Linked DNA regions of Mus musculus: region 2 is linked to region 1. A link is a contact called in public Hi-C data. All regions are on one chromosome and are shown on one strand. Each heading gives the region's core, a stretch centred on a gene start, on an enhancer-like site or on the middle of the called end of the contact. The rest is flanking DNA. Distances are from core to core; before and after follow the strand shown.

Region 1 (7,302 bases), core at 2,410-4,909:
GACGCAAACCCAGGAAGCAATAACATAAACTCTAAGTCAAACTCTGCCAGGAACTATCAGTAAATGTGTTTTCACTTTTACCTTCATTTCTTAATACATTCATTAAGTTTCAAGAATTAAAGAGAAGTCCACATGTCACATGCCACAGTGTGTAATTCTGATTCCCTCCTGACTCTCCCTGCCCCCATCACTCTTCTATCTAGGCTGAGGAAAATTCGAAGTGCTAGCTAGCACATCAAGGAACAATTAACTCCCATAATATAAGACAGCTATACACTCTTTCAAAATGAGCACTGGAGGTTGCAGATAGATAAGCAGGAAACGGGACATGTCCAAGGGTGTGCAGTTGACATGAAGGAGGACAAGCTTACAAACAGATGGGTAAGGAGGAGTTTGCTGAACAGCCAAGCAAGACTCAAAGCCATGCTGTCTTAGGGTTTTCTGACACAATTCAATTACTACTATTGGCCTTTTATGATTCTTAGATTTGAGTTGGGAAAGAATTGCATTCATTTTACTCACTGAAACACATAATACATAATTTTAACAGATGGCAGAACATAGAGTCTTCTAAAACTGATGAGGATATAAGTGGTAAGCAAGTTTGGGAGGCTCTGGTTTGTTTTTTTAGGATGGTGTTTTGTAAACGAAGATATAAATCTGTGTTAGTAAGTAGCTGGACACTATCACACCCCAATACTCACACAGAGCAGTGCCGAGGTAATCTACCAGCCGTACTGGTTTTGCCCTAAGTTCATTTTCAGAAACAAACATACACAAAAATTCTTGAGAGGGACAGAATAAGAACTGGCCATACAATACAGTACTGGAGTAGATAGCATTTCTCAAAAATCTGTATCTACTTGGACCCTTCTTTGGAGGACTGCCATTGTGGACAGAATCTAGTTTGGGTAGGGTCATTCTAGAATAGAGTAGATCCTAATCCAGTGGGGCATAGAAAAATAAGGCCAAGGAAGATCTGCACAGAGTTAATCCATCCAAAGGCCAAGGAAGATGGGAATGGAGAGTTAAGCTATCTGAGGCTAGGAAGGGGAAACACCACTGATCAGCGTTAGGAGAGGAAAGGGGGACTCTGCCTCAGACACTACGAGAAGTGTGGCACTGTTGCATCTTTAGTTGGAATGCCCAGACTCTAAGCCTCCTAGGGGTGCCATTCTAAGCAACCCAGCTTGAGAGCCTTGGTCTTCACTGCCCTAGGACAGTAACTCAAGGACGTGCTCAGAAACTTCTCTCAGTGGTGCTGCAATGGATGTGCCATTGCACGCACACTAGCATACGAGGAGTTACGAAGCTGGGAACAGTGATTCTCTCTGAATGAAAGACTGGTTCATTTGTATTCTACTGTTTGTACTCTTTCCAAATTTACAAACCTTTTCTCAATAAACGTGTTTACTTTCATAATACAAACAAAAGCCAATAAAGATGACTCCATTAAAAAAAAAACATAAAAAAGTGAACAGAGTTAAGTTAGTCAGGAAGCAAGGCATAAATAAAAACATGCAAAAATAGAAAGGGCAAGAAATGAAAATCTATCAAAACACTCATTTTTGCTAAAACAAGGGATATTACACAACCTTTTATAGATGATTTTGAAAAATCAAGATAAAGTACATAATTTCAATAGAACAATGCAATTTACCAAATCTATCCCCAGAAAAAGACCCCCCCAAAAAAAACCCTAAAAATTAAGTTCCCACAGTTAAATGCTAAACATTTCTTCTATGTAATCCTAAAAGATGGAATGATATAGTGGTTACATAAGTAATTCCTAAAAACAGAAAAACAATAAACATACTCCAAACCTTTCTTTTTCTGTCAGATTCAAAATTCTGACAAAGAAACCTGTGGGAAATGGGGAGGGGACAACACCTCCATTTTTAGGAACATCAATATAAAAATACTAAGCAAAATATTAGCAAATAGTTTTGGGTTCTGGACAAAGAAAGAATGAGAGGTAATCAATCTTTCCTTACACAATAAATAAAAAGGACAAAAAATATGCAAAGTAATTTTCAGATATTGGACCAAATATAAACAATGATAAATAAATGAATAAACAAACAACAAGACATGGCTTTGAGAGAGTGAAGAACGCTAAGCAGGACCAGCTTTTCAATACCCCCACGTGTTCTATGCAGACACGATCCACATCTCAGTGTATTTATTTAGATGTATCCAAAGGAGAGGAGGCAGGTCTGGTGGAGAAGAGTTGGGCACCACCAAGTCTAAGAGCATAAGAATCTGCAGGCTGGTACTTGTAGGGAAGAGAGCTTTAAAGAGCTGTGGATACCACATTAAGTGTCTTATGGACTGACCAGCCTATACCCATGAGGAGTTCCTTAGCAACCAGAAGAGAAAGCCATTCCAACACAGAGGACACTGAGCAGACTCTTCAAAAGCAAATTTATTTGCCTTGAAGAAAACTAGTCCTCCACTAACAGCTACCCTTGACCTGATAACAGCAATTAAGAGAAAGTCCAGAAAAGACCAAGTGTTTCCAAGTAACCAAACTCGGATAGGAATACAATCTAAAAATATTTGGGAGAAAAAAAAAATAAGCCAGCAGCTAACAACATAAAATTTACAGTCTGGATATTAATAACCAATTTCCAGACATGAGAAGAAGCAGGAAAACATGACCCATGATGAGGAGAAAAATAAGTCAGCAGGAACAGAATGAGAAGTAACACAGATGATAAAATCAGTAGACAAGAGCTTGAACACTCAAACAAATCCCATGTGTTCAAAGTGGTAGAAGAACCTATGAGCACAATGAGAATGCAAACTGATGTAAAAATATATGTGTGTTTAAAAAAGATTCAAGTCAAGCTTCTAGCAGTTAAAAATAGAATAGGAACGAAGAAAAATAGAGGAATGAGTAAGCCTGAAGCCCAAAATAGAAATTGGCCCTAATGAAATGCAGAGAAAGATTAACAAGTGAATAACAGCTGAGCTGAGGGACATGAAGTAGATCTGCAACAGTTAAGTGGCAGGAAGGATCCTTACAGAAAACAAGGCTCAACTTAAGCCTGCAAGGCTTACGGAACACAGTATAGAAACAACACAAGAAACCACAAGACATGCCATTATAATGCCCAGAAACACTGATAAAGCTGTACAGCTCCCAAAAGAAAATTAAAAAACACATTATCTTTTTGTGAAATAAAATTAAAAGACACCTGACCTCTGATAAGAAACAATAAGCAGTGCAAAGAATACAAGACATTCTCAAAGTATTAAAAGATAAAGGGGCCAGGCAGTGGTGGCACACACCTTTAATCCCAGCACTTGGGAGGCAGAGGCAGGCAGATTTCTGAGTTTGAGACCAGCCTGGTCTACAGAGTGAGTTCCAGGACAGCCAGGGCTACACAAAGAAACCCTGTCTCAAAAAAATAAAACAAAACAAAAAGATAAAGGGTATTGAGAACACATTGAAAATTTTGAAAGTATTCAAACTATTGAAGTATTAACTGCATCAAAAATATTATTTAAAAATCAGAGTGAGAAAAAAATCAGTGACAGAAATACTGTTTATGATCTGAAAGAGATAAGAGAGAGCAGACTAGACTACAGGCATGTTAAAGCCTCACAGAGAAGAGTGGCCCAGACAGGAATCTGAACACCCAGAAAGGAGTGGAAAGCACCACGACTGCTCAAGGATGGGAGTTAAGAGAAAAGACCATAGCCCTCCTGGAGGAACCCTGTTAATCAATATCCTTCTGTCCAGTGAAAGCATTTCCTGGACACATGGCCAGTCTACTGCTGTAGAATGTAGGACAAAAATCTGAATAACTAAAGCAGGAGATGGGAAAATTACAGTAAATGAAATATAAGTCCTTAAAGCCAGCGAGGCACAACTAAGGCATGAGGAAGCAGCAGGGTGGCAATCCGTGTCTCATAAAAGGGAAGAAGGAAGCTAAAGCCAAAATTTCATGAGATCGGAAGATGACACAGCAGGATAAAACTGGAGACAGCTTTAATATGTGAAAGTTGTAGGAGCTAAACATCCCAACTAGAGAATAAAAAACAAATACTATCAGATTGGATACAACAAACAAATGAACAGACAAACCAAAAAGCACCATCACATATAGGCCACACAGTTCAAATTAAAATGATAGGAAAGGACATGTCAGAGTCACACCAAGAAACAAAGGTTTAGAGTAACTCTATTAACAGAGAAAGCAGAAGTGCAGATATAATCAGAGCTTCACAGTGCCTCGTCATAATGGGCATTTAACAAATGGCAGTAAGAATCCTAACTTTGCAAAATGTAAAATTATAGCTTTAAGTACACAGATATGACCAGAATTGAAAGAAGACACTGGAACGGCCGCAGTTACACTTCCAAACTTCAACAGACAGCTTTCCATCACGGAAGAGAAAGGAAGAAAATAAGTAATGTCAAAGTGAGCCAGAACAACATTGCTAAACACTTGATCTAATTGACATTCTTATCAAGAGCCATGAAATATTCACCAAAACACATTACACTCTGAACAAAACAAGTTTCTCAAAATTTAGATAAGTTGAAATCATGGCTTTCAAGCAACAGTGAATTAAGACAAAAACACAACAGAAGGCTATTTTGATAGCTCCTGAGAAGTCTGTGGCTAATAAACATGCTTCTCACATTACAAGGGCTAACTATGACATCACAAATGAAACTTAAAAGAAGTTGAAGTAAATAGAGGTATGGGGATGCATGTCAATTTCTAAGATGTCCACGATGATCATAGAAGGAAACACACAACATTAAATGTTTTACTGGAAAACAAGAGTAAACAAATAACCTAAATTCTGAAGCTCAGGAAACAGGAAAAAAGGAGAACGTTGAGAAGAAACAAAAAATGATCAAAAAGAAATCTGAATAATGAAAGCTAGCTCTCTGAGAACATAGGTAAGATGACAACCCACATCAGGTGAGATCAGCCACATTCAGGAGAAGACACACAGACAGTAGCAGGAAGAGTTTTCACACAGCCAAAAACCCCACAGAGGCAAGTGAGGAGATGTAGAAAGAGCCTTCTACACTCAGAAAAGACAATGATGTGAAAGTAATTCCCTCGGAGGAAAACAATAGCAACCAAGCAGTGTACATTTTATCTACTTAACTCTACATGCAGGTGACTAGAGGTAAAAAGAAATAATGCTACTATAAGCAAATGCTGGAGCCACTTAGTGGCTTTATTTAGCCTGGGCTACAGAATCAGCCCATGACCCCAGCCTTCAAGAAACGTCAGATCTCTGCTAAACCTGAACACTGACTGCCCCCAAAATATTAAGTGTGCCAGACCCTAATCTACTGAATCCCAAAAATACATGAAAAACACTGCACCATCCCCAACTACAGTTCACATCCATAAGACAATGGTGGTTTAGCAAACAACTTACTGTGTAATTCCTCACAGTAATGACTGAACCAAAAGTCGGGATTATCCCGACAAATATGAGGAAGCACTTCACAAAAGTGAGCATTCACTCATGATAAAAAAAAAAATTAACAAACTCAGAACAGAAGCAAACTTTCTCTACCACACAAAACTCAAACATCACATTCAAAGCTGAATGACCAATCCCTTCTACCTGATAAAGAACACCAAGATGTCTGCTCTCAAGCCTCAGGGTCACAGTATGGAGGACGGCCCAGCCAGAGAAGTAACTAAAAAAAAACCAATCTCGAGGCATAGGAGCACAGAGAAGAAAGTAGAATTATACACACATGCAACATGACTACACAGACAGTCAGAAGCAAACTTTTAATAAATTAGATTTAAAAGAGTTTAGCAAAATGGTACAATAGTGTTAATACATGAAAACCTCAATAATATACAATATGAATGCATATTTGGAAGCTAAAACATTTTAATCTCATCTATGAGAACTTAGAAAATTCAAGTTTTGAGAGTAAATTTGAACTCCCTTCCCAAAGAAAGATTAAGAACTTTTAAGAAAATTGTTTACTTTTTAAGAGCCCTACCTAGGGTTAAAGATAAAAATGAGAAAGGCCTCTAAAATCTGACTACCAGCCTGACCTAAAGCAGGGACGGCCCACCCTGAGTGGTGGCCCAGATGGGAGCTGCAGCCCAACACTCGCAGTTGGGAAACGCTGGCCTGGATGTTGTTTTGGAAAGAGTCCTCAGGCAAAAAGATCACAGATTTCGTTATACTCTACACTGTAAACGAGTGTTTGCTTTCCCTCTGATAAACACTGTGGGTTTTGCAAGCAACATTCGTGAAGCCAAAATCCATGGATGTTCTTTGCCTTCAAAAAAAGTTCTGGATTCTACTTCAAGTAGTATAGCTGAGGGGCAAACATATATAGTGAAAGAACTACCTAGTCAACAGAAGAAAGTGACATGCTCCCCTCTGCATAAAACCAAATGATAGCCTAGCTTATAAAGGACAGGTGTCTATTTCAGGAGTGCTTCATAACAGAAAACACAGAAATACATGATTCCCTTCTAAGGAACATAGAACACACTAAGAACCATGCAGTGGATTTTATCAACACCTGATATAATGACAACCCTGCAACCCCATTTCTCTCTGAAATCTGACTTCAGAGCTGTGTAGTGCTGGGCTGGTGTTCTTCAATCCGACAATTTAGAGTCATCCAAAAGCAGGAGCCTAAACTGAAGAACTGAAGAACTGCAGAACTGCCTCCATAAGGTCATCCTGTGGTTAAGCCCATGGGGCATTTGCCTGATTAATGATTGCTGTGGGAGGGCCCAGCTCACTGTGGGCAATGTCTCTGCTGGGCACGTGGTCCAGGGAAGTACAATAAAATAACCTGAGAAAGCCATGGAGAGCAAGCCAGCATGTAGCATTCCATCGTGAGTCCGCTTCAGCTCCTGCCCAGGCTTCTCTTGCTGATGAGACTATAACTCATAAGCCAAATAAACCCTTTCCTCACCAAGTTGGTTTTGGGCAGTGTTTTACCATAACAGACAAGACACAAATTGTCAATTTACAGCTGAAAAATTTCCCCCAAGCATCTCAAACACAGGTCCAAAGTTCAACTGGCTCCTCATTGGCCAACCTCTTGTTTCTCCTGAAACCAAGACATACAGAACAGTGCTGTGCTCTCTGCGGTGGGAACACCATCCCTGAGAAGACATAAACACACCCCCACACTGCTCCTTACAGAGCACCACTAACAAACCAAAGTATGACTCCAGCAAAGCCAGACTTATAGGTCCAATGACATCAGTGAGTTCACTGAGCCTAAATGAGGAATCACAGGAGCATGGGTGACACAGAAAAGCCATACAACACACT
Region 2 (7,302 bases), core at 2,472-4,971, 120 kb after region 1:
TGTACACAAATGATATGTATGAGTACGTATGTACATGTGTGACTGTGTGTGTACTGATTTTATTTCTCATTTTTGCTTTAATCACATATGAGCTTCTGTAAGCCATATAGAAATTTTGATCACCAAGTAGAAAAATCCCTTTGCTCTCTTAGCTGTGACACTGATTGCCAGATGTACAGGCCATTTTTTTGCAGGAGCTGCAAGGGCTTGTTCCACAGCACAGTCCTCTCCACACAAAGGATGCAAGTGCTGTGCATGTTGCAAATGTCTCACTCACATGACTGCAATCTCCCCTTAGAATCCACTTTAATTCTTGCATACAATGTGTTTGCCGTTCAGCTTCTAGTTACCGCTCTTACTAAGAAGGTCCTACGTGTTAGCATGTGGAGCCTTGGGGAGAAGCTGTATGAGCTGTTATACGCATGTCTCAGTCTGTACTTAGTACTCCGGCACTTGCTGTAACTGTTCACAGGCCCTTTCATTACGTCTGCCTGAGCACTTTCTACCTCCAACGACATGACTCATTATCAAGTCTTATTTCCATTCCTTTGTTCTACATTAGAGGATGTACTAACTGATGCAGAATTATGTGCGGCAGTAATCACAGGGGTCATGGCCTTCTCTTAAAGGTATACTTCAAAAAAAAAATGTATAAACTATTGAATGTCTGATGAACTTCAGAAGCACTGCCCAGGCCTACAGGACAGATAACACAGAAACCCACCCCACCACCATCCACATTTTAGGACTTTACCCTCTCCTCTATCATGCTGAGGACCACGATGGAGCCTCTACCAACCCAACCCAACAGGGCACTCACTTCACAGGACCCAGAGGTTTGGTGGCCTTCCTGACACCTGGCCTCCCTTAGTCACATAAACACTGGGACAATGAAGGGACTCCAAAACATCTCACTGCCCTTAAACATGCAGGATTCTAAAAGACCTGATTAGAATCCACACCATTCAAACTACCCACCGCTGATTACCAAGGTGGCATATTTCAAAATTTTCCTTACTTAATACTGAAATGATGACAAATGATGAAGCCCAGAAGAGAAAATTTTAAAGTTTCTAAGAATTTGCTCAATGCAATATCGACCATCTTTACTCTTGGGATTTGCTAATTAGTGTTTTAAATTTTTACTTGATGATCCTATGTTATTAAAGGCAGTAAAAATGAATATTATAAGAGTAACTTAGTTTCAGCTATGAATGACTAAAATACTATAAATATACTGACACAAATCATGATCTCATTTAAAGAAAAACAGGTCTTTTTCCTAACTATTACAAAATATTGACAGGCACTTCAAGAAAGCACTAAATTAAACTTTCTATCCCTCTTCACTTGACCCCTCTTACAGGCACGGTATCTCAGCCTGAACACACAGAGAGAGGCTGGCTGAACACACAGAGGCTGGCTGAACACACAGAGGCTGGCTGGGACAAAGGACACACTCGCTTTTGACTTCTAGAACAGCCAGTTAAAGAAGGCCTGGTCACCACTTCCATTTGGGTTTTTTCCCCCGAAACAATTTCTATGTGATTCCATCAGTATCTTTCTGAATGTAGTGGCCTTGAGAAGAGCATCCTAGAACAAGAAAACCCCAGCCATCCTAACATGAATACACTCAGTAGCTCACAGCCATGGACACAGAAGGCAAACTGTGAAGGTGGCAGTGAAACCAGAATTTACAACCTTAACTTCCCTCTGACACAATGCGAGGGCAGCAGACAGCAGCAAGCCTTCTCCCTGGAAAAGGTTTTCATTGCTTCTCCCTCACTCTCCATGCTGAAGTCAGACCTAGACGCTTACGTTTCATCTTCAGAACAGAAGCAGCATTGTTCTCAGCTGTCACTTGTTTTTACAATTGTGCAAGATACTGTTTTCTAACATTTAACTTAAAATTAATTTAACTCCCATATAACTGGTTCTCCCTATAGTATAAACTCCATTCCTGGCATCCATATTCTTTTCAAATTTCTAGTTTCTAAGCCATGGTTATGATGCTTGTATGAGACAGTGTAATCTCAGGAGTGACATACACACTCTCCTTACAGAATCCTTCACAGCCGTGGCCACTGTAGGTGTTAAGAGTACCAAATATGTACAAGTCCCAATTTTGTTTCAATGCATTGTACAACATCAGAGCCATGAACTTCTCCTGTGCATTTTACTATTACTTCACCAGAGACCACAAAGGATAAACAGAATGAGGGAACTTCCTCAAATGCCAATCAACTATGGTATTTCTTAGTCTGACTATAGGTAAGGGCAAAAAGGTCTGCTTGCAAACACTTTTAAAACCAACTCTAACATTCTGGGCCTGGTAAATAAGAGAGAGAGAAATGAAATGTGCACCTTACTGCAGCAGCATTTACACCTTGTAGGAGAGACATCAAGTCAGCCCCCAATAAACAGACTCTGTTCCTTTCTTACAGAGCTGTAAATCTGTTGAGAGCAACAATGGACTGCATCCAAAAGAAAGAAAATCACACTGCGTCTCCTGGCCTCTTTCACATGCAGGTGGTTCTCTCATTGAGGGTCCAGACAAGAGAGACAAATACTGGTATTGAGTAGAACTTTCTAGAAAGCACCTTTGAAAAAGAGGTACTTTCACCTGGCATAGTCCTCTTTTACTTCCTACTTTTGGGCAAACAGGTGTTGTAGCTGGGAAGCATAACTGTTTGACACCATAAGGAAAGAGCCACTGATAATACAAACACCTCAGCCTCTCAGATCCCACAACCGGTAAACCCAACTAACAACTTGGTAACTGTGGAGTTGGCACTATATCAGGAAACTAAATCCCCCTACCTTATTTAAGCCTCTATTTATTAGGTTTTATATGACATTTTCTGAAGTTAAGTGCAAAGTAATACAATCTAATAAGAAAGAGATACAGAAAAGGTTCTTAGAAAATCCACAGAGGAAGACATTTGTATGATGGAGGCAGAGGGCAGAGGGGATCAGGAAAATAAATGTCCAGAGAAGCAAATATACAAGTCAGTCCATTCATTTGTTCAAGGATCACCTTCCTCCACTGTATGAGCCACTGACACTGAGGGCTGAGGGGACACAGGCAAGAAGAATCTTATAACAGAGTTACCATAAGGGGAGGACACCCAACCAGCACTGGACTGTGCCTACCCCTTCTTTCTACTACTCATCATGAAGTTACAAAGGAAAATGAACTCTGAGGAGGATTCATATCATGGCTATTACCTCAAAATCCTAAAGTATTCACCAGCCAAAAGCTGGGCTACATATTGCCTGAAGATTGTATTTTTCCTCCACTGCCACTCTAACCAATTTTCCCAAACCTCAAAAAAGTCAGTGTACTATCTAGGCAACTAACTTCATTAGTGTGCTCCAAAGAATACCCAAAAGTATAAATATTCCATATTTGGATAGCATGTGCTAAGTGGAAATGTGGTTTGTTTGTTTGTTTGTTTTCTTTTTCTATCTATTATCAGCTATTAACAACTCTATGGAAAAATTAAGAAATATCAGGTTTGTCATACTTGCAGAATAAAATAGGGAGAAAGTCTTTTCTGGGCTGTTTATAAACACACAAGATTTAGGAGAATGTCATTCAAACCAAAACAACAGGAAATCACTCTCGCTCAAAGATCGGGCTTAGATCACGGTGAGTTCCTCTCCAATCCTGCTAAAGCAAGTTTCTGCATGCCTTCCGGAGCCTCCGCCTACAGAGCTGTTAGGCCAGCGGCCAACACATATATTTAATTATGTAAGTATTCAGTGCTGTCAGCCAGCTGCTGCCGCTCTTAATACACTGACCTCTTTCACTCCTCCTCTTGCAGAAACCGGCAAAAACAAAGCAACAGTTGATGCGGCAGTAATCATGAAATATGCAAAATACTATTCTCCAAAAAAGGTTTCAGATAACTACACAATTCAGCTTTGCATTTTTAAAGTGATTTGCTCCCTCTCAAGTGCTTTTCTGTTCCTTCTTTGCAAATGCAATAACTGATCTAACTGGAAGTTCCTTTTTGTTTCTATACCTTAAAAAAGTCAACCATGAATTCAAGTATATTTTCTACTTTCTTGTCACCAAATTTCTCACTGGAACACACACGAGGCAATTGCCTTCCATCATTCCATCCATGTCTGTTCTGTGCTTACAGGACAAGCAACGGAACACATGGCCTATATGCCCATCACTCTCAGTCCTCGTTTTCAAAAGAAAAAAAAAAAAGTAAGTTTCATTTGATGTCCCTAGAAAGTCCATTCTGCCAGTAGTACCCTCAATTCCAAAGTAGCTCCAAGGGCTGGGCAGGTAGCAAAGCCCCCAGAACAGCAGAGAGCAGACTAAACAGAACTGAGACACATAAATAAATGCAAACAAAACAAGTCCACACATGGGGGATGATAACCAGAGCTAACCGTGAACAACTCACCAGAAAAGTGGGACTTCATCAGCTCAGGTTAGCAGCACGTGTGCTACAGAGCTGAGGCACCTCACTGACAGTCTCTCTTTCCTCACAGAGCTGTGTCACCCCTCACTCTAGACCCTAAGGTACCAGGTTAACTTTCCCAAACAATTCCTTCCTGTCTTCTGTTGGCAGAGATCTGGTGGCTTTTTCTCACTCACAGAAACTATAAACAAGTTGATGTTCAAATGTAAGCCAGTGCTGTGGTGTTAATAGCAGACAACACGGGAGTGACAATAGCTTTGACTGGGACACTGACAGTGAGCTGAGAGACAGTGTCAGCAGGAGCATGAAAACTGAACTGAGGCAAATTAAACAAACATGCACACAGTGAGAAATAATCATGGTGTCTCAGACTCAGGCAAAAGACCATCGGTCCTTCCCTGTGACTCAAAATGACCCAGAAGTACAATCCAGAAAGTACCCTAGCTGGTTTAGTTGGGTAGAGAAAAAGGTCCTGACATTCACAGCCCAGAGCTACCAGCATGGCCAGGGGACTCCAAGGCACAAGGACTCATAATGTTGTCATAACATCCCTCAGGAAAGAAACTGGAGACCAACTGTGACCAAAAAAAAAAAAAGTAGGCTTTCACCTCTTCAGGACAAGAGAGGCAAGTTACTTCCTAGCCTCGACAAGGACCCACAGCAACCTTGTGGAACCATGCTCAAAGAACCTGTAAGTACCTTACTCTATAGGAGGAACAACAATATGAACTAACCAGTACCCCCAGAACTTCTTGAGACTAAACCACCAATCAGAGAAAACACACGGTGGGACTCATGTCTCTAGCTGCATATGTAGCAGAAGATGACCTAGTGGGCCATCATCAATGGGAGGAGAGGTCCTTGGTCTTGCAAAGATTCTATGCCCCAGTATAGGGGAATGCCAGGGCCAGGAAGAGGGAGTGGGTGGGTTGAGGAGTAGGGGGAGGGGGAAAGGTATAGGGGATTTTTGGAGAGGAAGCTAGAAAGGGGGATAGCATTTGAAATGTAAATGAAGAAAATATTTAATAAAAATTTTTAAAAACTCCCCCCCCCAAAAAAAAGATAAATCTAAGACAACAGTCTTAGAGTCAAAGACTCCATACAGAAGTTCTTCTTAGGCTGAGGCAATGGCTGGGAACCTGAATTCAATCCTTAGAACTGCTGTTTAAAAAGCTGTACATGGTAGTGTTTGCCTGTAACTGAACACTGGGGAGAGGGAGACTGAAGGACACCTGGGATCTCAAGGCCACACAGTCTACAAATCAGTAAGCTACAGGTTCCATTAGACACTCTGCCTCAAAACATAAGATGGAGAACAACTGTGTGAAATACCTAAGGTTAATCTCAGACATACAGCACACACACGGACACGGACCAGGACACGGACACGGACACGGACACGGACACGGGGGAGGGGATGAATTCACCTCAAGTTAATCGTTAACCTCCAAACTCAAAATCTACTAAACACCTAAATATTTGAATAAGTAATAAAAGAAATGTAATGTGCACCAATAGATGTTTGTTTGGAATCAAAAGATAGTTACCTGTGAAAGACTTGGGCTAGAAGGGAAATGATCTCCCGGGCCGTATTTTGATGTGTGCTACAAAGGCACCCGATTTGCCAAGCATGGTTAGCACATGGGTGGGAGGTGGGAGGACACACTGCAGGTCTTTGGATCTGAAGGAAAAGCTGGGGCTTTGGGATGGCGGTGAGGGACGCAGGTGGGGGAGTATGTGCAGACATCCTGTGTGCTTGCAAAATGTTACAGTCTGAAGGAAAGAGAGAATGACAGAAGGGAGGTGGGAGAGGTAGGCAAAGAACAAACAAAAGTATTTCATGTTGAGAAATTATGTCTTCTATCATGTAGCTGCAGGGTGAGAGACATGAAAGGGAATTTAAGGAGGCCAAACGATGAGGAAGAAAGCCAGCTCTGTTAACAGTGTAAAAGGTTACTATTATACTAAAGCAGAAGATGTTGGGGATAGAACAGATTCAATTCAAATGGCTTACAGCTGGCCCGGATAATTAGGGAGAGAATAGGACCATGCGGTTTGATGCTGTTTCGAGAAGAACACAACCCACCAGAGCAGGTAAATGCCAAGAGGCCTGGGCTAGAAAAGAAATGGGCTGAAGAGCAAGAAGGAATGGAAGAGGAACCAAAGAACCCTCCCGATGATGCCACCAGACAATACCACTAAACAGTGATGGCAAAGGTAACATGGAGAAAGAGTCTCCAGCACGGCAGGAAGCTGAGGCAGAGGATGGAAGGCTTAATTAAGGCCAGCGTGGGGCAGACAACGTGATACGTGCAAAGCTACACAGGCCAATACTCCCAACTAACGTCCCAAGAAAACCGGTGTGCCACAATGGCTGAAGCAACAAGACTGCTGCAGTGTAGGAGGGCTAAGGATTCACCACATCTGCAGCTTACACTGGAGACAACATAAAACTCAGACTCAAGCCAGGCACACAACTAGGTGAGGCAAAACACCTATGTTCAGGAAAACACAGAGCTAAAATCCAACTGTGGGCTGGGGAGAAGGCTCAGTGAGTGAAATGCCCACTGCTCACGCCTAACGACCCAGGTCTGGATCCCTAGAAGGCATGCAAAAGCCAAGCAAATGCAGAAGTGGCTGCACTCACACAACACTTTCTCCTTCCTTCCTACTCGTGTGTGTGTGTGTGTGTCCTTTTTCTTATCTACAAAAAATCAAATGAGGCCCAGTGTGGTTTTATTTTCTAATGCAAATGTTTTCATTTAAATTAAATGAAAATGAAAATTAACCATAGCAATTATAATTTTTTAAAAACCTAATAACTATTAGTGAATCTAGTTAACAATATCAGTTGAGTTTT

What was found. A called contact is a pair of places that touch in the nucleus more often than the background predicts.
Region 2: a Hi-C map of uterus shows a contact between it and region 1, with 4 times the contacts expected there. The contact joins two enhancer-like sites. A contact is called at or near these places in 3 of 484 Hi-C or Micro-C datasets (liver and uterus) and 3 of 115 datasets of contacts at active chromatin or transcription factors (CD8 T cells, the HPC-7 cell line and bone marrow-derived macrophages).

Annotation. Positions count from the first base shown.
Region 1 is chr13:29,646,847-29,654,148 of GRCm38.p6, forward strand. The region is part of intron 8 of Cdkal1 (CDK5 regulatory subunit associated protein 1-like 1); the gene reads right to left. Among named protein-coding and RNA genes, the nearest start is that of Cdkal1, 210 kb to the right of the region's middle. Within about 2 kb of position 3,660, at least 20 of the 459 cell types and tissues checked have an H3K27ac peak or open chromatin away from gene starts, as enhancers often do. A contact at or near this core is called in the HPC-7 cell line, bone marrow-derived macrophages and uterus, where this site is marked.
Region 2 is chr13:29,766,095-29,773,396 of GRCm38.p6, forward strand. The region is part of intron 5 of Cdkal1 (CDK5 regulatory subunit associated protein 1-like 1); the gene reads right to left. Among named protein-coding and RNA genes, the nearest start is that of Cdkal1, 86 kb to the right of the region's middle. Within about 2 kb of position 3,722, at least 115 of the 459 cell types and tissues checked have an H3K27ac peak or open chromatin away from gene starts, as enhancers often do. A contact at or near this core is called in the HPC-7 cell line, bone marrow-derived macrophages and uterus, where this site is marked.